Regions from separate parts of the Mus musculus genome. Here all the other regions are linked to region 4. The links are chromatin contacts, called in public HiChIP or PLAC-seq, Micro-C and promoter capture Hi-C maps. All regions are on one chromosome and are shown on one strand. Each heading gives the region's core, a stretch centred on a gene start, on an enhancer-like site or on the middle of the called end of the contact. The rest is flanking DNA. Distances are from core to core; before and after follow the strand shown. Region 1 holds the start of Inka2 (inka box actin regulator 2). Region 2 holds the start of Ddx20 (DEAD box helicase 20). Region 3 holds the start of Rap1a (RAS-related protein 1a). Region 4 holds the start of Cttnbp2nl (CTTNBP2 N-terminal like).

What was found. Promoter capture Hi-C pulls out the DNA fragments that hold promoters and counts their contacts. Hi-C and Micro-C count contacts between places; a contact is called where the count stands out from the background. HiChIP or PLAC-seq counts read pairs in DNA pulled down with a chosen protein or histone mark.
Region 1: an HNF4G HiChIP or PLAC-seq map of pancreatic cancer cells shows a contact between it and region 4. The contact joins the promoter of Inka2 here to the promoter of Cttnbp2nl in region 4. A contact is called at or near these places in 7 of 39 promoter capture datasets (the 3T3-L1 cell line, cranial neural crest, embryonic stem cells and 4 more) and 5 of 115 datasets of contacts at active chromatin or transcription factors (craniofacial prominence, embryonic midbrain, embryonic stem cells and 2 more).
Region 2: a contact with region 4 is called in a promoter capture Hi-C map of stem cell-derived epiblast-like cells, with 4 times the contacts expected there. The contact joins the promoter of Ddx20 here to the promoter of Cttnbp2nl in region 4. A contact is called at or near these places in 11 of 39 promoter capture datasets (the 3T3-L1 cell line, 3T3-L1-derived adipocytes, cranial neural crest and 7 more) and 8 of 115 datasets of contacts at active chromatin or transcription factors (astrocytes, craniofacial prominence, embryonic basal ganglia and 5 more).
Region 3: a Micro-C map of embryonic stem cells shows a contact between it and region 4, with 2.5 times the contacts expected there. The contact joins the promoter of Rap1a here to the promoter of Cttnbp2nl in region 4. A contact is called at or near these places in 4 of 39 promoter capture datasets (the 3T3-L1 cell line, hippocampal neurons, liver and 1 more) and 1 of 484 Hi-C or Micro-C datasets (embryonic stem cells).

The regions. Positions count from the first base shown.
Region 1 is chr3:105,703,180-105,707,995 of GRCm38.p6, forward strand. It overlaps Inka2 (inka box actin regulator 2), which reads left to right and starts at 1,420. Exons shown (of 2, transcript NM_175398.4): 1 at 1,420-1,646. The coding sequence starts at 1,590.
Region 2 is chr3:105,684,826-105,689,797 of GRCm38.p6, forward strand. It overlaps Ddx20 (DEAD box helicase 20), which reads right to left and starts at 2,746. Exons shown (of 11, transcript NM_017397.3): 1 at 2,299-2,746; 2 at 1,814-1,908. The coding sequence starts at 2,602.
Region 3 is chr3:105,798,250-105,803,614 of GRCm38.p6, forward strand. It overlaps Rap1a (RAS-related protein 1a), which reads right to left and starts at 3,132. Exons shown (of 8, transcript NM_145541.5): 1 at 2,990-3,132.
Region 4 is chr3:105,049,786-105,055,183 of GRCm38.p6, forward strand. It overlaps Cttnbp2nl (CTTNBP2 N-terminal like), which reads right to left and starts at 3,168. Exons shown (of 6, transcript NM_001163332.1): 1 at 3,115-3,168.

The DNA.
Region 1 (4,816 bases), core at 170-2,669, 650 kb after region 4:
CCCAGGTTTCAGGGATGGAGAAAACCACAGATCTGCAAATGTTTACCGAGAGCTCCTTACAACCGGCTGCTGTTCTGCAGGGTGAAGATATAACTGTGTAAAAGGGGTGGGGCTTCAGGGTGGGGAACCCACCTCTGTTTCCTAGGAGGGTCATGGTGGAGGATGCTGCTCTGACCCACTACTTTCTTGAACTGATTCAACAGCACCAACACCGTCCAGCCTAACTTTCTGACTGGCACATCACTCTGAAGAGGAGTGAGAAGATAGGCCAGGAGCATAGTCACAGTCACCAAGTTCTTCACCTACCCCCTAAATGTTTTTGAAGAAGTGATCTTGGCTGGCATCAAATGAATGTCCACAGTGTCTGCTTTCTCCCTTCGCGGCTTCTCTTGCATCCTTTTGGTTCTGTCTCACACAGACCACCAAAATCTTGCCAGGGGCAAACTTTCCCCTATTAATTTTCTTGAAACAAAGCAAAGCAAATTGTTACTAATTACTCTGGCAGGCCGAATGGTGAGGTGTTTGCTCACCGAGGGTAACTTAAGTCAGGCAAGTGGCCAGGAGGCCGGCTTTAGAAGTATCGAGTTGGACTGGCCTGCAGAAGCACCCCTTTCGCTGTGCCCCAACTCCACCCCTTACACCCCTAGGAGTTACTGCATGGGTACCAGGGAAATGCCTGTCAACTATCCTCAGAGCGTCCTCAAGTCCTCTTCTCCCCTATTCAAGAAGGCCAGCATTAGGGAGTTCTAGGAAGGGAAAGGCCTGTTTCTCCACTCCCTGCCAACTCTATTGAAACAGCTCCCAACACCCCATCTTTAAATCTTCCATTAAAATTCGCTCTCTGAAGTGACTATCCTCATATTTACTTGTTTGTCTCATAGTTCCTTCTCCTCCACGATAAAAGTTATGCAAGGCTGAGACCTTGTCTCTCTTACTCAGTATCACCAGGTCTACCTTGAACACAATAGACTGCCACACCAGCTGAGACCTAGCGGAAGCCGCTTCCTTCCGCTAGCGCTAGAGAGGAGTGGGCCCGGAGGAGATGAAATGGAGCCGTGAACTTCCAGGACCCTCTTTAGAAAGAAAAGGCTTCTGAGGGATTTAAGGGGAAGGCAAAGGAGAGCGTTTTCTTCTCTGAAAGGAGTTAAGATTCAACACTGTGACCCTCCTGCCTAGTCCTAGTCCTCAATCCTAAAACTGCGTTCTTCCTTTATAATAGACAATGAATGCACTTGACTGGGGGCTTTGCCAGTTCCATGCCCCACAGAACCCAGAACCTAATCAAGACCTCTGCGAGTCTCCCAGTAGTTGCTGCTGTCTGCAAGGCCGGTGACAGACTTTCTCGGGTCGCCAGGCCCGAGCACCCCCCCTCCCCGACCGCTCTTCCCATTGGCCGAAGATACCCCTTCTGAGTTCTCATTGGCTGCTGCACTTTTCCTCCGCCCCTATCCCGGGCATTGAGCGGCAGCAGCGGGGAACGCCGCTCTAAGTCCCCACGCTGGAGCTGAGGCTCGGCTCAGCGCGGATAAGGGCGCGGAGCGCACTGAGAACCCTACTTTCTCGTGAGCCCGAGCCCAGCAAATGGGCGAATGACAAAGGAGAGCAAGGACATGGACTGCTATCTGCGTCGCCTCAAACAGGAGCTGGTAAGATCGGAGCAGGAGCCTGGGGACAGGGAGGACTGCTCCACCCAGACCTAGGTACCTGACTTGCCCCCCCCCCCCCCCCCCGCGCTCCGTGCACCGGGCGGAAGCGGAGAGGAGAGGGGAGGAGAGGAGAGGAGAGGAGAGAGGATGCCAACTGGTAGGTAGAGGCTAGGGACGTTGCTCAGAGGTAACAAACTTTGGCAAAGATTTCTGATGAGATATGGACAAGTAACAGGGAGTCAGAGCACCCAGATAAGTTGAATGTGACAGAACAACTGAAGAGAAAGGAGGACACACCCAGAGGGGACAGGCACACGGACGGAGTAAGGCTCAAGTGTCCAGAGTCGCAGGAATGACAGGCACAGGCATCGGGCGCCAGTGGTCGGGTGCCGGGCTCCTGAAGCGCGCAGACAGGTCCCTGCCCTGTGCAGGAGGTCAGGCTGGACTGCTCGCTCGCTCGTGGGGAGCTGGCACCGCCCGGGGCCCCCAGCTCTGCTGGGCTTGGCAGAGCTGGCGCGGCTGCGGGGGCAGGCTTGGCCGGCTGTCTGCCCGGGCTTGTCTGCCAGCAGGGAGGGGGGTGGCAGCTGTAATGACGGGGGAGGAGGGGTGCCGCCTGGCAGATCGCGGAGCGGGAGTTGTGGAGGCTCGGCCAGATGTCAGGTCTGGGCTTGGGGAGTGCGCTGGGAGTGTGCGGGGCCTCGGGGTGCTGAGGGTGAGTATGCTACCCTGGAGTGGGGGGATGAATCACTGAAGAGGGATAAGTGACTGTTAAGGCTGTGTTAGGGAAGCCAGGTGAATTCTGATTTCTTTCTCTTGCCTCTCTCTCCTCTTGTCTCTCTTCTCTCTCCTCTTTCCCCTCTCCCTCCTCCTTCCCCTCCTTCCCTCCCTTTCTCCCTCCCTTCTGGTTTTCCTTTACCACCAGGATTCAGACAGATAGGTAGGTAATGTGCGTCTTTTCTCAGCTCCGCCCGTCCCTTCTCCATCTAGACTGCCTTAGCTTCTACCTCCCACTCCACCTCTCAATGTCTCCTTCATTTTTATCTCCCATGGCAGTAGGCCCTCCTGGCTCACTTAGCTCCTTCTTTCTTCTATTCAGTCAGGTCACCCAGGCAGATCTGGATTCAGAGAGTGCCCAGCTCAGGCTTCTTAAGATCCCGAGAGATAACCTTTCCAGTCCTAGCTGCAGAGATTCCACTCTGCCTGCCTGGCAATGTGTAACAGGCAGGCTTTGGTGGTAGTAGGGTGGAGAGAGGAAGCAGAAGTAGAATAGCAGGTGCTTTCATTGATGCTCCTGACCAAGACGACCTGGCCCTAGTCTTGTCCGGTCTGGTCCAAGAGACTGCCTTTTCACGTTATAGTTCACTTCCTTAGTCCTTCCCTCTGAGCCCTTTCTGTGATGACATGCAGATATGAAAGTTACTAGCGCTCCAAAACACGTCTTTGCTGCTCTTCCGAACTGTACCAGGTCCTGTACCTTATCAGTTTACATATGCATGCCATGCTAGTTTGGGATGGTGGTCTTGGACCATAAATAAAGTCCCCTGCTCACGGTCCCACTTCACGTGGCCAGTACCAGAAAGACCAAGATCATGGCTGAGGATCAAAGCCCATGCTGAGAAAAGAACAGATTCTAATAGTATCTATCCTCTTTGTGCCTGGCACCTGGGATCATGCCACCACACCAGGAGAAGCATCTATAGAGGGTCTGTGGGTGTTCCTGGCATGGGGATGGATTTTCTAAATCTTAACTGATTTGCATTTTATGGCACTCTATGTGGGAGGTGGTGGGGGAGAAGACAGTCTGCTGATGTCAAGAGAATTTTTTAAGAAAGAAAAGAAATCTGCACTGAGCTGAGCTCCCAGATTTTGATCTGCAAACCCCCACCAAGGCCTTGAGTCCCTGTGCCTGGGAGAAGGAGAGACTAAAGTCACCCACTCCCCTTCGGTTTTCATTTGGCCTTTTGTCTGAGCATCTCCAGCCTTTGACTATCTTGGAGAGGAAGCCAACTGCCTGGCCCAGGGCCCAGAATGACACTCTGATGGCAAAGTTCTTCACTCCCCACCCCGTGGTCCCCTGCTCCCTCCCCACCATCAGCTTACTGAAGAAGAGTCCCAGCAGAGCAATGGGCAGAGCTATCAGTGTTTCACCCCCTGCTGCCTCACCTCAGTATCCCAATAGCAAAGCTGACCTCTGAGCCTCACTATCCCTAATTGGAGCAAAGAGGAAAGCAAAGTGCTGTTAGCCTGGGCCCGCACCTGAGCTGCCTTCCTCCATAGACTGTAGGGATTGAATTTGTGGATCTTGGCTATGGCGTGGATAGGGACCCTTGGGCTTCTCTATACTCTCAGGCTGTAGTGGCCTAAGTATTACAAACATTACATACAGGCTTTTGTGTGCGGTTGGTTCACTCCAGACGGGATCTTCTGTGCCATCCAAAAGGACTGTCTTCTTTCTGGTTCTTGCCCAGGAATGCCTCATGCAATTCTGATTAAGGTCTGCATTTGCTTATTGTATTAAATTCCTGTCAAGAATGCCCTGTAGACCCTACGGGATGAACCTGTTGCAAAAGGCAACTTTAACAGGTTGTGAAATTGTCTTTGTCCAGGGCATCCCATGTTCCCTCTTTTACCCATTTCTTTCCTTGACACCGAAATTCAACCAAGAAGAGTTGTTCCTAAAAAACAAAACAAAACAAAACAAAACAAAACAAAACAAAACCAAACCAACATAGCCAAATGGCCAAATTTCCTGAAGCAAGAAGCATGAATTATAATAATCAATGCAGGAGAGAGGTTGAGAGTTCAGAGACCCTGGCTCAATTAACTCCCGGAGCTAGAGCACTGTTCCTCTCTCCTTGCCTGGAAGAGGAGGAGGGTCGAGTTTCAGGAATGAAGTGCAGCTGAAAGAGTGGCTGCAGCTGACACTCTTCTTAAGTGGGGGTAGGGGCAGGGGCTGCGATGGATGTCCAGCCCAGCGCTTCCCTTTCCCTCCGGCTGCCAGAGAGGGGCCTGAACACAGGCCTTGGGACCAGCTGTTCCTTAAGCACGGCATCCATTCAGGCTTCCAACAAATGTATAGACACAAATGTATAGGCACACAGGAGAAGCAGACGTAGGATGCTAGCAGACACTTCTTGTGAGCTTAGATCAATCCTGAATAAGCCAAATGC
Region 2 (4,972 bases), core at 1,496-3,995, 630 kb after region 4:
ATAAATTGTAAGATTTTTTTTTTAATATATATATCAAATAGAGAAAAGAGAAAGCCCTGACAAGGGGAGTGGGTTTTTTTTTTTTTTTTTTTTTTTTTTTAAATATTTATTTATTATTATATGTAAGTACACTGTAGCTGTCTTCAGACACTCCAGAAGAGGGAGTCAGATCTCGTTACGGATGGTTGTGAGCCACCATGTGGTTGCTGGGATTTGAACTCCTGACCTTCGGAAGAGCAGTCGGTTGCTCTTACCCACTGAGCCATCTCACCAGCCCGGGAGTGGTTTTAAATGAGATAATCAGAAAGCCCTTTTACATCGAGAGTGTCGGCACACACAGAAGGTTCTACTACCCTAGAAACAGAAATCGATTGCCTCAGTTGAAGACTAGTCTAGGTTTCAGGCCAGCTAGGACTATTCCAAGTGTGCCTGCCTCAAACAAACGTGTTAGGAGCCCCATAAGGAGGTAACATTTGAGAAGAAACCTAAATGTATAGCACAGAGCTAGCTGTGGGACACACTAATGCTTTAGGAAGAGAAAACACAAATTCAAAAGTAGTAAGATATACATGAAGAACAGCAGAAAGACCCACATACTCTCTGTTGTTGTTTCGAGACAGTTTCTCTGTGTAGCTCTAGCTGTTCGTGAACTCTCTCTGTAGATCCGCCTGTCTCTGCCTCCCAAGTGCTGGGATTAAAGGTTTGTGAGAGGACTATATCTCAAAGCTAACTGCAAAGGTTAGGTACCAAAGGCCCCAAGCACCACACAGTACAAACTGCAATGTAACTACTGGAAATGAACATACTGGTTTTAAAAAAAAAAAGACTAGGAAATAAGACTTTTTAAAAATCCCTTAACTCTGGGCACACATCACAGATTTGGGTACTTTATTCTCATTCTCTCTCTCTCTCTCTCTCTCTCTCTTTCTGATTTTCCCAACTATAAATTATTATGTAGTATTACTTTGATACTACATAATACACAGGCACTAATTATTTTAATAATATACCTTAAAAATATGATTTTTACTCAAGTTTGGGATTTTGTCTGTTGCCAAGTATTACAAAGCCAAAACTCTCAACACATCCTAAATCTCAAATAAATTAGCCAATGTACTTTAAAAAGTATATTCATTATCTCCCACGGTTTCGTGGATATAGAACTCAAAGATTCTAGACAACAAATACAAGAATCCTGGGTTTAAAGGAATCACATTGAAGATCGACCATCTCAAAAGCCCCCTTTTGAAGTCAGCCATCACTACACACTCCAGACGACAGTGTCAGGATCACATCTTATTCACTGTTTAATCCCTAGTGCCTACTATAGTATTTATATGTAACAATGGCTAAACAAAGCTTTTTAAAGAATGATCCCCCAAACCCAAAGCTGAGTAGGACAATCTTAAAACCATATCCCGAGGCAACCTAGAAAATGAGAGATCAATACAACACATACACAAGGCTTTAAGAACCACCTGAAATTTCTGCCATAGCACAGTACTTACTAATCCAGAACTTCTACCTTCTATGTCTAATCCCACTCTAGTCAGAAAGTAAATGAATTTTTAATTGTACGATTCCAACTGACAAATGGTCGAGATGTACTTATAACAGAAAATTCCAACTTTAAAATACTGGACGTAGCCTTGGCCACAACTCACCGACGTGACCATCTAGTTTACTTCCCTAACTTGCATACGCTTTGGTCCGGCCTCTTCAAACTCACCATCTGGAAGAGTTACTAGTTTGTCACGACTCTCAATAGAGTCACGTGCTACACACCCCCTTCCGGATCCTGAGTTAGACTCACCTGAGTACTATAGTTTTCAAGAATCAGAGAGTCCAGAGCAATGGTGGAGAATACACAAGTTTTTCCAGTGCCCGACTTAGCTTGGACAATTAAATCTGAGGAAGAAAAAAATTATATATATTACATATTATTACCTAGATTTACTGATGCCACCAGATACCAAATACGAGAAAGGAGAATGAAGAGGTTCTCTGCCATGAGGACCTAGTTGCCACCTGTATTTTTGGTTGACTCTCAAACGCGCAGGAGGTGTGCTTGATGCCCCAATCTCTTAACCACCGAGCTACCTCCCCAGCCCTTTGCGCCCCGAATCTCTGCCGCTCACCTTCTCCAACTTGGACTCCATGCTGGAAGAAAGTCCTACCCTCAAATTCAACTGCGCGCCTTAGAGCCTGGCTTAGCCCCGCGATGGCGCGGAGCCGGAGCTCTCCGGGGGCCACGCCGTCCCCTCCTTCCCCCCACCGCCGGCCGGCCCCGGTCCTCACCGAGCCCGCAGCGCCCCAACGGGATGGCCTTGAGCTGCACCGGAGAGGGTCTCTCGAAGCCGGCCGCCCGCAGACCCTCCAGCACCGGTCGCGACAGCAGCAGCGACTCGAAGTCCGCGGGCTCCGCCAGCACCACGTCCCCGGTACGTGTGCGCGGCCCGCCGATGTCGTGTGCGGTCCGCTGGGTCCACGGGGATGCCGGAGTCGGCTCCACAGCCTGCACCGGCGCGGCCGCACGCTCCGCAGCCATAGTGGACTCGGAGGTTGTCAAGGCCGCCGGGACTTCAAACGCCGCCGCCGCCATGGTAGCCGCGCCTCCAGATCTCGCGATATTTAGACTTGAGGCGGGGCTCCTGGGAGCGAGAAGGAGAAAAACTTTATTGGCAGCCTCCCGGAGAAGACACGGACACGCCTGGAAGCGGAGGGGAAGAACGGAAGTCGGAGGCTGTCACTCTAGGAGGGAGCAGAAAAAAAAAAAAAATGTAGCCTGAGAAAGAGGCGGGAAGAGCGAGGGAAGATGAGGCTACCGGTGTGTTGCCGCCTGCGGCCTGCAGAGGGCGCCGCGTGCCCTTGGTGGGCGCCGCCCGCTGCCGGCCTCCCGCGGCTCTGAGTGCCTGGCCGCGCGGCGGGGCTCCAGACCCGAGCGCCCAGGACGCGCTTTGTGACGCAGCTCGCGAATCGGTCGCCGTCGCCTGGGCTTGGAGTCGGCTCCTTGGGTCAAGCTCGGCTGTAGCCACGCCGAAGTCTTCGCGATCCGTACCCTGTCGCGTGACGGAAGTCTCCTGATATTTAAGTGGAAACCTGGACTGCACGCCAACTCCTAGGCTCTGCTTGATCGCTCTCTCGGAAACCCTAGGCTAATAGACGTCTCGGGTCCAACGGATCTTTTGTGTGCCCTTCCTCCGTTATGGGGTGGGCAACTAGCACACCACTTTCCCTTCCTCTAGACCCACTCATGTGTCACCCTGTCAAAGAGGCTTTTCTTGAAATCTTGAGTGGTTTCCATCCTGACTGCTTCCTGGCCTTTCCCATTATTCCCACCACTATCCCCGAGTTTGATTATTTGGTTTGATTGGCTTAGTTAGTTGGTCTGTTTATTTTCTAAATCAGAGTCTCCCTATGCCGCTCAGGCTGGCCTCAAATTGGAAATCCTCCTGGCTCAACTTTTCAGATACTGAGATGACATGTGTGTGCCACCATACCTGGTCAGGTTCTTCATGATACAACTACCTAAAATGTTTATTGTCCACCCCCCACCACCACCCCCACACACACTTTCCATGAGGACAGAAAGCTATTCTGATTTGTTCCCTTCTGTCTCTGGTAGGAGAAACATAATCTGGCACGTACTAAATACTGTTTTTTGAAAGAGCTCTTAGAACAAAGCTTTAGTCATGCTTCCAAATGTAAGCATATCTTTATTACTTTTCTCATTGATGATGATGGACTGAGTCTCAGAACCTGTAAAAGAACCCCAATAAATGTCCTTGGCCATGGTGTCTCCTTACAGCAATGGAAACCCTAACTAAGACATGTTTGCTTAGAAATTAACAAAGCACTAAGCAAACGTCCACTATCCAAATGAAGGAAGAGGAACTAAAGATCGCAAGCTTCCTCATAGTTGCCCACATCTTTCACCCACCCAATCCACAGATGACAAATCTGAGGATTCCTTTTTGCTTTGCCTTCACCCTCTTTCTATCAAACTACTGTCAAATACTTGTGTCTCCAAATGTCTCATCCACTCCTTTACCATCTCCATAGTATCTACCCTGGGTCTTCTGGTCATCCTAACTGTTGCAAAACCCTTCTAGATGGGCTTCCCTGTCCAGACCATGAACCTCAGAGGCACAGAAATTACTTCCTTTATCTTTCTTTTTCCTAAGAGTTGAATCCATGATGTTGGCATACTACACAAACACTTCACTGTCTAACCACACTCCCAGTTAAAGAGTGAAACTCATTCCTCACTTCTTCCTCTCTCTCAGTCTCTTTTTCTGTTGCTGTGCCAAAAGCACCTTTAGGGAGAAGGTTTGGGTTGGGTTTGGGTTTGGGTTTGGTTTTGGTTTTCTGGACCATGGTTGAAGATACAGTCCATTATGGTGGAAAAGTGAAGGCAGTAGGAACTTGAAGTGGCAGGTCACGTTACATCCACTTTCAGGAAGCGGAGAACAGTGGATGTTTGCAAGTGTGAAGCTTTCTTCACTTTATACATGCCAGGATCCCCAAGAGAGAATGGCCCTGCCATTATTAAGATGTCTTCCCATATCAATTAACCTAGCAGAGATAATCACCCAGGGCCCATCTCCAGGTAATGCTAGATCCTGTCAATTGGATAGGTAATGTTAACCATTACGTTTCCTTTCTCTTTTCAAGATATTTTCTCACATTTATAGAATCATTAGAAACACACTTTTTGTTAAGGTAATGAGAGGATAAATAAAGTTACAGTAGGGTAGTAAGCAACAGATGACATCTTTAAAAGGATCATTGCTTGTGTCTTCAGGTATTCAATCTGTGCCCCGTGCTTCACAATTATAAACCCAAAAAGAAAAACAGAGAAATGGGCTCCTATAAACGTGAGCCATGAAGTTCTTCTAGCGGGATGCTCTGCAGACAGAGAAGCAACGCAAATGAAACAGAGAAAGTAAGAAAGGAAGGAGACAACAGTGTG
Region 3 (5,365 bases), core at 1,882-4,381, 750 kb after region 4:
TGTGGTGATAACACCCAATGAAAACTAAATTGCCATGAAACTTGTGCTCAGAAAACACGGCTGTTAAAACTAGATGGCCAACTAACTATATGTCTATTCACATACTGATCCTTTTAGAAATAAATCACAAAGAAATATTCCAAAAGGAAAAAAAAAATGTTGCCTAGACTACTGTGAACCATCATTGTTATTCTATGGGGAGGAGAGGATACCTACATGCCCGACAGAAAGAAGATGGACAATCTTAGCATGGTTGAAAGGTTAAAAAGGAAGACATAGGGCAGGATGTAACTTGGTTACTAGGCATTTGCCTAGCAAGTTCAAGGACTTGGGTTCAATCCCCAGAACATTAAAAAAGGAAAGGAAAAAAAAAAATCCTAGATCCTACTCTTTCCTTCCTTCCCCAACCTGAGTTGACTTCCACACAATAGTCAGAAGGATGTTCATAAACTTAGGTCAGATAAGGTCTCTCTTCTACTCTAAGGGCTCCCCCATGTCAGTCAGTGTAAAATGCAAACGTCCCAGTACTGAGTGTAAGAGCCCCCCTTACTTCTCTAATCTCAAGCCCTCTTCTCTCCCTGCTTACTGTTCTTACACCACACTGCCCTCCTAGCTGTTCTCAAAGGGTCACATATACTGGAGGGTCTTTGCCCTAGCAGGCCGCTCGCTCTTCCTGTCATCTTTTTGCATCTGAGGAAGCACACAGCCCTCCTCACTTCCTTCAGGTCTTCCCTGACAGTATTCTCTAGCCCCTCACCAGTCCTCACCCTTCCACACAGCTCTAACACCTGACACTACATTTACTTGGCTAGGGTCTTGTCCCTCCTGCTGAAGGGATGACAGCAAGAACTCCTTATCCACACAGCAGACATTCAATTAAGTACTTCCTGAATGTTGCATATTTTCACAACTGACTACATGAAGACCACACATATGAACAAGCTTGGAAGAGGAAAAAAAAGAAATTATTTGATTTTCAAATGCTCATATTACTAAAACATAGATTATACAAAAGTCTGATTAGTCATGATTATGAGTTTAGAGGGGTCAAAATATACTAGGGAGTATTGGTTAAAAATGGCTACTGGTTAGAGCCGGGGATATAGCTCAGGGGCAAAGTGCTTGCCAACCCTGCTTGAGGCTCTGGATTAGCTCCTCAACACTACAAACAAAATGACTGCTAAAAGTTCCCTGCATGAAGCTGGGTTTCATCCCAACACCACATAAACCAGGGAAGTCTATACTGATCCAAGCACTCTGGAGGTCGAGGCAAGAGAGTTGGTGGTTCAAGGTCTTCCTCAGTGACACCACTGAGCCACAGGAGATTGGGGGGAGGGGAGAGAGGTTCCTGAGAACTTTTCCTCATAAAACTGAAATCAATTTTAAACCTTGTTCCAAAATCCTCAGAATTTAGGGTGAAAGCACGATCACACCTGAGGCCACAAAAAGTGTGCACTTTTGCAAAGTTTTAATATGAAACTGAATAACATCGAGATCTCTGTTCACTTTTAAGATCGGTGTCTATGGGTGGCTTTAGAGGAGACCAGAAGCTGAATACAACATTCTGGGGATAAATGTCTGTTTTGTTTTTCCTGGGCAAAGGAAGAGTTCATATGCATCACCATGTTCTAGAAATGGTTAAGAATGACATTTTTTATAATGGAAGCGGAATGCAACATTTAACATAAAGATTTCTCTCAAAAAGATAAGAGATGTGTAAACAGACCACTCAACTCATTCGACAAATGCTGGGACAGGTATAATCCTTGCTAACGAACACAATCATAACAGAACCTGAAGTAGCAAGGAACTAAACTAAACAAGAGTCACACTAAGAAAGAATATCCGAAAATGTAAATTTAATTTTGAAACAAAGTGTTACAGAAGAGCATAAAGACAGGAAAGAGTCTGGGACCTAATCTAGTACTTACTCTACCAAAGTGTTACAGAAATCAATTACATCAAAAGAAAAAAGTACTCACAGGCATATCTACCCCCACACACTCTGACAGGAAACTCAAAGAAAGTTTCCAAATCCTGTTTCCAGCATCATCTCTTCTAACCGCCCGCTTCTGAAGGCTAACTCCCCTGGTTAATTCTGAGAGTCGACACTTTGACTCTAATAAAAACAGTATCTTCAGCCACCCAAGAAGCAGACAACAGCGGTTGGTACCTGTCCCGCTTGGCCCATTAACCTCCTGCCCTTTTATTCCATTTCTTACACAGTACTTCCTTCAAAGCAGCGACAAAACGATTTTCCTTTCCCAACGGCAATACACTCACAGTTTCTGAGCGGTAGCTCTTTTTCCAAGGCATGAAAGGTCCCCTCAACTCTAGTTTTCTATCCTGTGAGGAAATCTCAGATAGGAGGGGGGGCGGACGCGGGGGACACAACTGTCCTTCCTTGCTCTTCTCCTTACAACAGCCAATTACACAACTCAGCAGAAGACACTGCCCTTAACTTTCTGAGTAAGGAGACAAGCTACAATCCCACCACCCCACACTCCTCACACGCCCTCGGTGGGCGGAAGACCGGAATCACACCGTGGCCTCTTTCCTGACAAAATTCAGGGGTAGCAGCAGATATCAGAGAGTCGAGAGCGACGCTGCAAAGGCGAACACATGGCAAGCGGCAGAATACAGAGGGCAGGGAGGGCGGGAACCCGGGCTGGCGGCGGAGTGGGACACAGAGGTGTCAGCGCTCGGCGGCCGGGGCAAAGGCCGCGCGGAGGGCACCGCACCTCTCCGTCCGCGGGGACGACAGCCGAGCGGGCGCGGACACGCGTCCCATCTCGCGGCCCGCCCCTCGCGGCCGGTCCCGCAGGCCCCGCCGGGCCGCCTCGGTCCGCGGGCGTGGCTGGCTCCGGCCTTCAGCCGCGGCCCCTCCCGCCCGCCGGGCCCCCGGCCGCCGCCCCGGACTCGCGGACGGTTAAGAATAGGCCACCGAGGTGCGGCCAGTCCGCGCCCCTCACTCGCACCCCGTACTCACCCCGCGGCCCGGCGCCTCCTCCACCTCCTCCTCCTCCCTCCTCTCGGCCGCGGCTCGGGCTCGGGCTCTGCACGGCGGCGGCAGGAGCAGCGGCCTCGGGAGCGGCGGCGGCGGCGCCTCCGGAACGCGCACGCACGCAGCACGCAGGCCCCGCCCCCCCCGCCCTGGTCTCCGCCTTCCCCGCTGTGTCCGGAATCTATTTAAGGGAGCCGTTCTTCAAAGGGTGGGGGGCATAGTGTGCCAACAGGAACTGGGGCCTTGCCTTTGAGAAGGTGGTTAAGGCCAACATTGAAATGAGGAAGGGAAAAAAAAATCAGAAAGAGAATTTTGAAGGGATGCAACCATGGGACAGCTGTTAGTTGAGTGCCTAGTAGGTCCCCAATGCCTAGGCATACATAGGGAAAGTCACTTATAGAGCTCTCATCCTCGTGACCCAGGAGAGGGAACACGAACAACAAAAAGAGTAGCAAAATTCACAGGTCACCAGGGAGGGCTTTGCATGCTTTTGTTCGTGCTATGAAGAAACGAGCCTATCCAAAAGAGGCTGGATGAGAAGAATACCTTCCTGGGTTGAGAGGAAATCAGCCACAAACCCCGAGGTGGGGTGTGTCTTCCATATTTCACAACTAGCAAAATGCAAGCGAAAGGATGGATAGATAAGTAGAGTCTATGGCCAAAGAGTACTGAGGCGCCAAGATCTGGACAAACGACCAGACCCGGTGGAGCCTTTGGGCCATTGTAATGACAACAGGAAGCCCCGAGGAGAGGGTGGGCCCAGAAACAACTATATCTAGTTCATGTTTTTAAAGGTTAACTTTATGCAGGGCGTGGTGGTTTACTCCTGGAATCCCAGCATTTTGAAAACAGGAACAGAATTGCCACGAGTTTGAGGTTAGCCTGGACTACACAATGAGTTTCAGGCCCATCGGGAACTGGAGTGAGTCTCACTGTGTATGTAAAATATCCAACTGAAGCACGAATGTTCACAGGGGAAGTCTAAGGTGGCTATTCTCGTCCAATTGGCCAAGAGTGGTTATTTTATTTTAGATTTTGTTTATTTTAGCTTTATTAAACCTATTTTAATAGATTTAGACTTGAGAAAGCAGAGGGTCGAACGAAACAATTAGGAATGAATCTTAGGTTGGGGGCCTGCTGACTGATATCATTTAATAAGAGAGAAGATAGGGTAAGAACAAAGCTGGGACCAAAGAAATTGAGAGTTCAGTTTTATGGGGGATGGAGAAAGTTCAGTGGTGATGAGTCTGAGATATAAATTTGAGATCCATCAGGATGTAGATGATTTGACCCTCCGGTCTACATAAACTCTCTTAGGGATGGGGAGTAACTGGAAGAGAGGACCAAGAGAAACTTAGAGGTTAAAGATAAGCAGAGTTGACAGTCAGGTTAGAGGAACCCCTTGGAAGGAAGGAAGTTGTTAGGGAGTTGTTTTAGAAAAGAGGGAGTGATCAGTCAGTTCCCTTGCCTACTGCTGAAATAGCTAAGAAGACAATTGAATCTCAATCTCTGCCTCACCCCCACCCCACAGTCCCCATCCCCGCCACCCTGATTGGTTCATGCTAGACAAACTGCCACTGAGCCTCATCCTCAGTCAAGAGTTGGGAATTTAACCACTGACCAAGTTTGGCCTGAAGTTTGTTGAGAAGCTTAATGAAAACCCTTCCAGTGTTATCACATGGAGAAATGTCTGATTGGGGTGTGTTGAGAGAATGAAAGAGAGGCGAGGAAGACAGCCAGGAGCTGGCTGAGCCTAGCAACAGTCAGTAGTGGGAATGGTGTGGGGATCCAGGGACAGGATTTTAAAGCTGAGTTACTTCCTTGTGGTGTTAAGAGTGAAAAATAAAGTTCCGGTGCAGAGACAAGAGGAGACACCTAGAGAAACCATGGGAACCAAGAAGCAACAAGTCCTAGCACGGTGCTGAAGCAGTTGGCCTTAAATGTGAACAAGGACAGGAGAGTCACAGACTGTTCTGTAGCAAAGACACAGACACAGAGCAAGTAAGTGTGATTCTGAGGTGGGCACAGCCCACTGCAAAGCAAAGGGGACAAGTGAGAGCTAAAGTCTAGTCTTTATTTTGCCCACCAGGCTGAGTACCTGGTAGGACAATTTCAGCCTTGAGGAAAGAGCACTTTCCTAGCTGTTCTCCCTTAGGAGTGGTGTCTTTTGTCAGTTTTCCATGCCCCACGCACCACGCATCCATGCATCCATGCCCTGCCTGTTCCTTGTGTTTATTTTTTCCAGTTTACACAGTGCTGTAGGTGTTGCCTGCGGACTGACGGATAAGATCAAATCTGGCCTGTGTGCTTCCTTTTATCCTCTCTTAACGGGGTGGGGTGGTCATATATCTACACTGAAAT
Region 4 (5,398 bases), core at 1,918-4,417:
ACCAAAGTGTGGACACTTTGCCCCTTCTTAGAATTGAAAACACCACAATCAAAAGCAACCTGGGAAGGAAAGGGTTTACTTCCTCTTACAACTCTCAGCTCACACTCTATCACTGATGGAATTCGAGGCGGCAGGAACTTAACGTGGAAATCTGGACTGAGAAAATGAGGCAGAAGCCATCGAGGATTAGGAACACAATTTACCCACTTGCTCAGCCAGTTTATAACACTCAGGCCCCAAGCCTAGGGAGAGCACCGCCCAGGGTGGGCTGGGCACTCTCAACAACAATCATCAATCAAGAACATGCCCTACAGGCTTGCCCACAGGCCAATCCGGTGAGGGCATTTTTCTCAACTGAGTTTCCCTCTTTCCAGATAACTCTAGCTTGTGTGAAGTTGACATAAACTAGCCAGCACACTAGGGTCAAACCAAATACCCAGAAACTAAAATAAAAATTAACCAATAGTTCCTAACATGTTCTTCAGAACTCACTCCATCCCCATTAGGTCAGATTCTTGTACATATATATCTTTAAAATGACTACAATTGATCATGTTTATAAGTATGGCTCAGAATTCATGACAGTAAAAAAGAAATTATATACAGCACCTAACCAGAGGTATTTTCTCATAGGAAAGTCAATATTTTAGCCACTTCAGATATTGCAATTTCCTATTATGTCAGATATGGAAAAATCAAATTACACAAAGACAAGAAGGCAGATGGTTTAAACTAACAAGATGTGCCATACTTTATTAGATGTTATCTGTCTTAGTTTGACTCTTAGGTGAGAACTTTAGACTAAATTCAGTGTTCGTATTGGGCACTGTGGAAGCTACAAAGACTTCATGCAGTCTAAGAATAATTTAACGAAATGCACTAAACACGCACATACACGCACACGCACACGCACACGCGCACACACACACACACTGTCTGCACACAATGCTTTTCTTCATCTAACATGACCAAAAATGACACTGAAATGGTTAGAGGAACGAATTCTCCCAGAGTTGAACATCGGAGTACACGCTGTAATCCCAACAGGAACGGGAAAGCCACCCTGGGCTACATAATCTTCAGAAACATAGCGAGACACAGTGCTCCACTCTTGATTAAATAAAACAAACCCTCCAGATCCAAAGGTATATCAAACAGGTCTTGTTTATTGTGCCAAAACATCAATGAGATTACTCTGCTTCTCCTGTTTGTCCAGGCCCTGGAAATCACTGCTCCCTGGGTCTCCTGACGTCTCCTACCTTAGTTTATTTCCCTTCTCTACTCAGGTAATGAGACACATCTTTTAGGGCTTTCCTGTTTTACTTCTAGGGTTTTTTTTTTTTTAAACCCCTGCTGCTATTTCTGGGATAATGTATCTCTCCCTCCTATGGCAATAAACTTTGTGTTTGTGGGAGAGACCCTGCATACAGTTTCTTCTTTGTGCTTCCTCTCACTACATATCTGGAAACAATCATGGAACAGATCTGCAGCCCCCTAGAGTGGCTCTGAAACCTAGGAACCTGACTACTCAAAACTAATTACCTTCAGGAAGTCTACTCAGGAAGGCTGCAGACAACAGCCACTACAATCACCCTCTCTGATTGCAACTCCGCACCTCGCCTCTATCAGCTATAAATAACCAACAGGAAAATGAACTTGAGATAAAAACTTAAAATGCTAAAAATATGGAAAAATTAATAGGTGGTACTGCTGGCCACAGATGATGACTGGAGATTCAATGACATTAATGTCAGGACAAAATCATTTGTACTTTGCAACTGCTAAAATGCCAAAGACTTTAGTAGATCTTTACAGGGACTCTACAGAGACGTGAAAATTGAATTCCCAAGGCTTTTATCTGCCCTTCTCTCTGAAACTGAAAAGTACCTTTTATTTTAATGCTTTAAATTTTGGTTGATGATGATGGTGTGCTAGACACCACCACATTACATGTATATTCGTTTCCTTTGAGGGTAAAATCCCACTATAAAAGAGGGGTGAGACAGTACTCAGAGGCCACAGGACCAGATTAATTATAAACCTAGCCAACTGAACCTGAATTTTGTTCAAATACTTCCTGTCTTTTGTTTCAACCTGCCATACACCTTCAAGGTTAACTGCAGTTTCCCTGAGCAACGGACCAGCCCACTCCAAATTGGGAGATGGGGACTCCTTCTGCAAAGGCATTTACTGACTCCTCGGCACCATTTCATTTGAAAATATGGTATTATTCAGTGACTGTCAAACAATACACACTGCATTCCTACCCACACAAGGCCAGCTCTGCTGAAAGCTAACACACCCACCTTGCTATGAAATATGCGGATGCTTCCCTACTAAGTTCTCAAGAGAAGAAACCGGGTAGAAAGCAAAATCGAAAGGCAACTCAAACCTAAAAAGCCCCTAAAAGCTGGTTTCTCCCAAAAGAAACAGAAAGGGCAAGAAAGGTACAAAGGGCGATGGGAAGAAGATAATGTATAATTTAAGCCGGGGAGCTTTCAACACTCAGAAAGAGAATACAGGATCTGGGGAGGCTGTAGGAGCAATCACAGGCTGGGGGATGGGAAGAGCTAAAAGAGGGGGAAAGGCCGCTTTGGCTGTTGGAGGTGTCTGTCTGGGTTTCGTCTTTTTTTCTCCCCCTCGCCCATCCCTCATAAGGAAAACGCTGGTTTGTGTGTGTGTGTTTAAATCTTATACAGAACCCTAGTTCTGGACCCACGCTTGCCAGCAGGGACAGATGTGGGAAAGGATGTCTGAATTCGCAGGGATCCAATATAGGGGTGGGGGCTGCAGCCTAGAAAACGGTACCCACCAGTACCACTCTGAGGCTAGGGCTGGGCAAAAGGCGACCTAGAGTGAGACAGGTCAGGAGGAGACCCCTGCTGAGGGGCGGAGGCTAGCGAGAGACAATGAACAATCGTAAAGACCCCGGAGGATGCCGCGACGCCTCCTTGGGGAATCCCGGGATCTGGAGGCGGCGGCCCCGCCCCCTAGGGGGACCATCCCTACCCCGACAGGGACTTCTGCTGAAAGCCACTCACGCTCCGGGCCAGGAGGCTCTCTCGGAGACCCGGCTCCCCCGGCACCGCAGAGCCCCGAGCCCACGCTCCGTACCTGGCCTCGGCGCTCCGGGATCCTTCCCCGCCGCCGCCTCCGCCGCCCGCTCCCCATCCCCAGCCTCCCAGGACCCGCCCCTTACCCGCCGGCGGCAGTGACAGGCAGATACCCTCGCCAATCATAGCTTTACCCTTGCGGCTCTGAAACCAATCCTCGCCGCCTGAAGGCGGGGCTTCTCCAAAGTCATCCCGGCTCCTCCTGGGGCCGCAAGATCCCTTTTGTTTGGGAGAGCCAGGCTGGGATTGAGCTGGCGTCACTTCCGGGAGGAAGTACCCTCCTCTGGTCCGCTGGAGTCTGTGCTCGCTCTGGTCTCCGCCCGGGTTCTGCAACTTTTCAGGACCCTGGGAACACCTTGTGGTGGCTTAATTGAGGGTTTATCTAAAATGTGAATAAAAGAAGTGAGTTTTAGCGTTTGTTTTCGAATTAGTATTGAAAACCTAGTAACGTGTCTTCTTTGCCCCCCCCCCCTCTCTCTCTCTCTCTCTCTCCCTCTCTCTCTCTCTCTCTCCCCCTTGGGTGTGGTGCTGGAAAGCAAGGGCGCAAGACCATCTTCTTTACCACATCACACTATGTACACAAAGGGAGACGCTGGGGTGGAAGCACCTGGTAGAGAGCATAACCCCTACCGACTTGCCTTTCAGGGCAAAGCCAAATAGCTGCAAACTTACCTGGTGTTTCCCCACACTGTGCTTGCCATTCATGTATGTGGGGGGCTATTTTATATGTTTGGGCCCCGTCATACCGTGGACCATGCATTTGTAACGAAGCCGAAACGGAACAGTAGGATGAGGGGAAATGGCTGGCCTCTTGAGCACAGGAATGCAGATCTTAGTGATAGAAACAAGACCTGGAGGGAAGAGATTGCACTCTACCATACATAGCCTGCACTTCAGCACCACAAGTGACTGAACTGTTTAAATAGCCGCATTGCTTTAAAGAACTTGTAACACGTACATATAAGAACTCAAGTATTTGAGTGCACAAGTAACATATTACGCGGAATACATTATTCCTAATTTTCACAATATTCAGCAAGAGACTATTAGGGACACACACACACACACACACACACACACAAAAAGCCCTCTGCTCATGGTTCTCAACCTGTGGGTCACGACCCCCTAGACAACCATTATAAAAATATCTACATTACAATCTAGAACAGCAAAATTACAGTTATGAAGTAGCAGCGTAATTATGTTTGAGGGAGTCACTATAACATGAGGAACTGTATTAAAGGACAGTAGCACTAGGAAGGTTGAGAACCACTGCCCTAGGCAAACAGCCCTCGAGACAGGTACAGTTTACAGTCTGGGTAAAGAGATACCCAGCCCAAGTAATCACGGTTTAGAGGAAGTCAAACAGTATTTCTTGTCCACACAGCGCTTCGTTCATCCATATACTATCTGTGTCAGTGCTGTGTGGGAAGACTGTCTTACCCTGCAATGTGGATAGCACTGTAAGAAATTAAGATGAGAAGACGAAGTCAAAGAAACCAAGAGAACCGGAGGAAGGCTATAGAGTTAAGAACTGGAAAAGAAAAATGACAAGAATAACACCAAATCTGTGCCACAGTCTGCTAACCAGCCACCAGTTTCCACCGGGGGTGGGGGGGGGTGGGGGGTGGGGGTGGGGGTGGTGGGGGGGCCTGTTGAGAGGGAAGGGTGGTGATTAGCATAGCAGCAGAGTAAAGCCAGCAACTCCATTGCAGGCTTGGAGACAGCATGCAGAGATGCTACAGTACAGCCCCCGTGCTTGTGGAACAATGACCTAGAGCACTAAGAGTTTCGCAAAGACAGCATGCTCTGTATTCAGAAAGACAGCCTTGTTGGATAGGGTGTGCACACCTGTAAATCCCATCCTGTGGGAGATGGAGGCAGAGGAGAAGCAGGAATTTGAGATCCTTCTTGGCCACACAGTGTGCTGCAGACCACCATGGCCAAAGGAGACCTCTCAGAATAGGACACAATGTCCGAAGTGATTTAAAGTCACAGTATTAGGTATAGGAATAGTACCACGGAGCCTGAAAAGAATCCATTTCCTCCTCCTTCCTTTGCTTTGCCTGTGGGTATGCACGGAGGAAGTGTCTCATTGCCAGACAATGAGGCAGATGTGGGACAACAGGCTATTTTTCTGCTGGATTCTGACTCACTCCAAGATTTGCTCCAGTGAATCAGCTCGCCCAGCCTTCCTCTCCCTCCCTTTGTAGCTATTAATCCACCACCACCCATTCTACTCCAAAGCTGACCTAATGGAAACAGTACCATGTGACCCACATCCT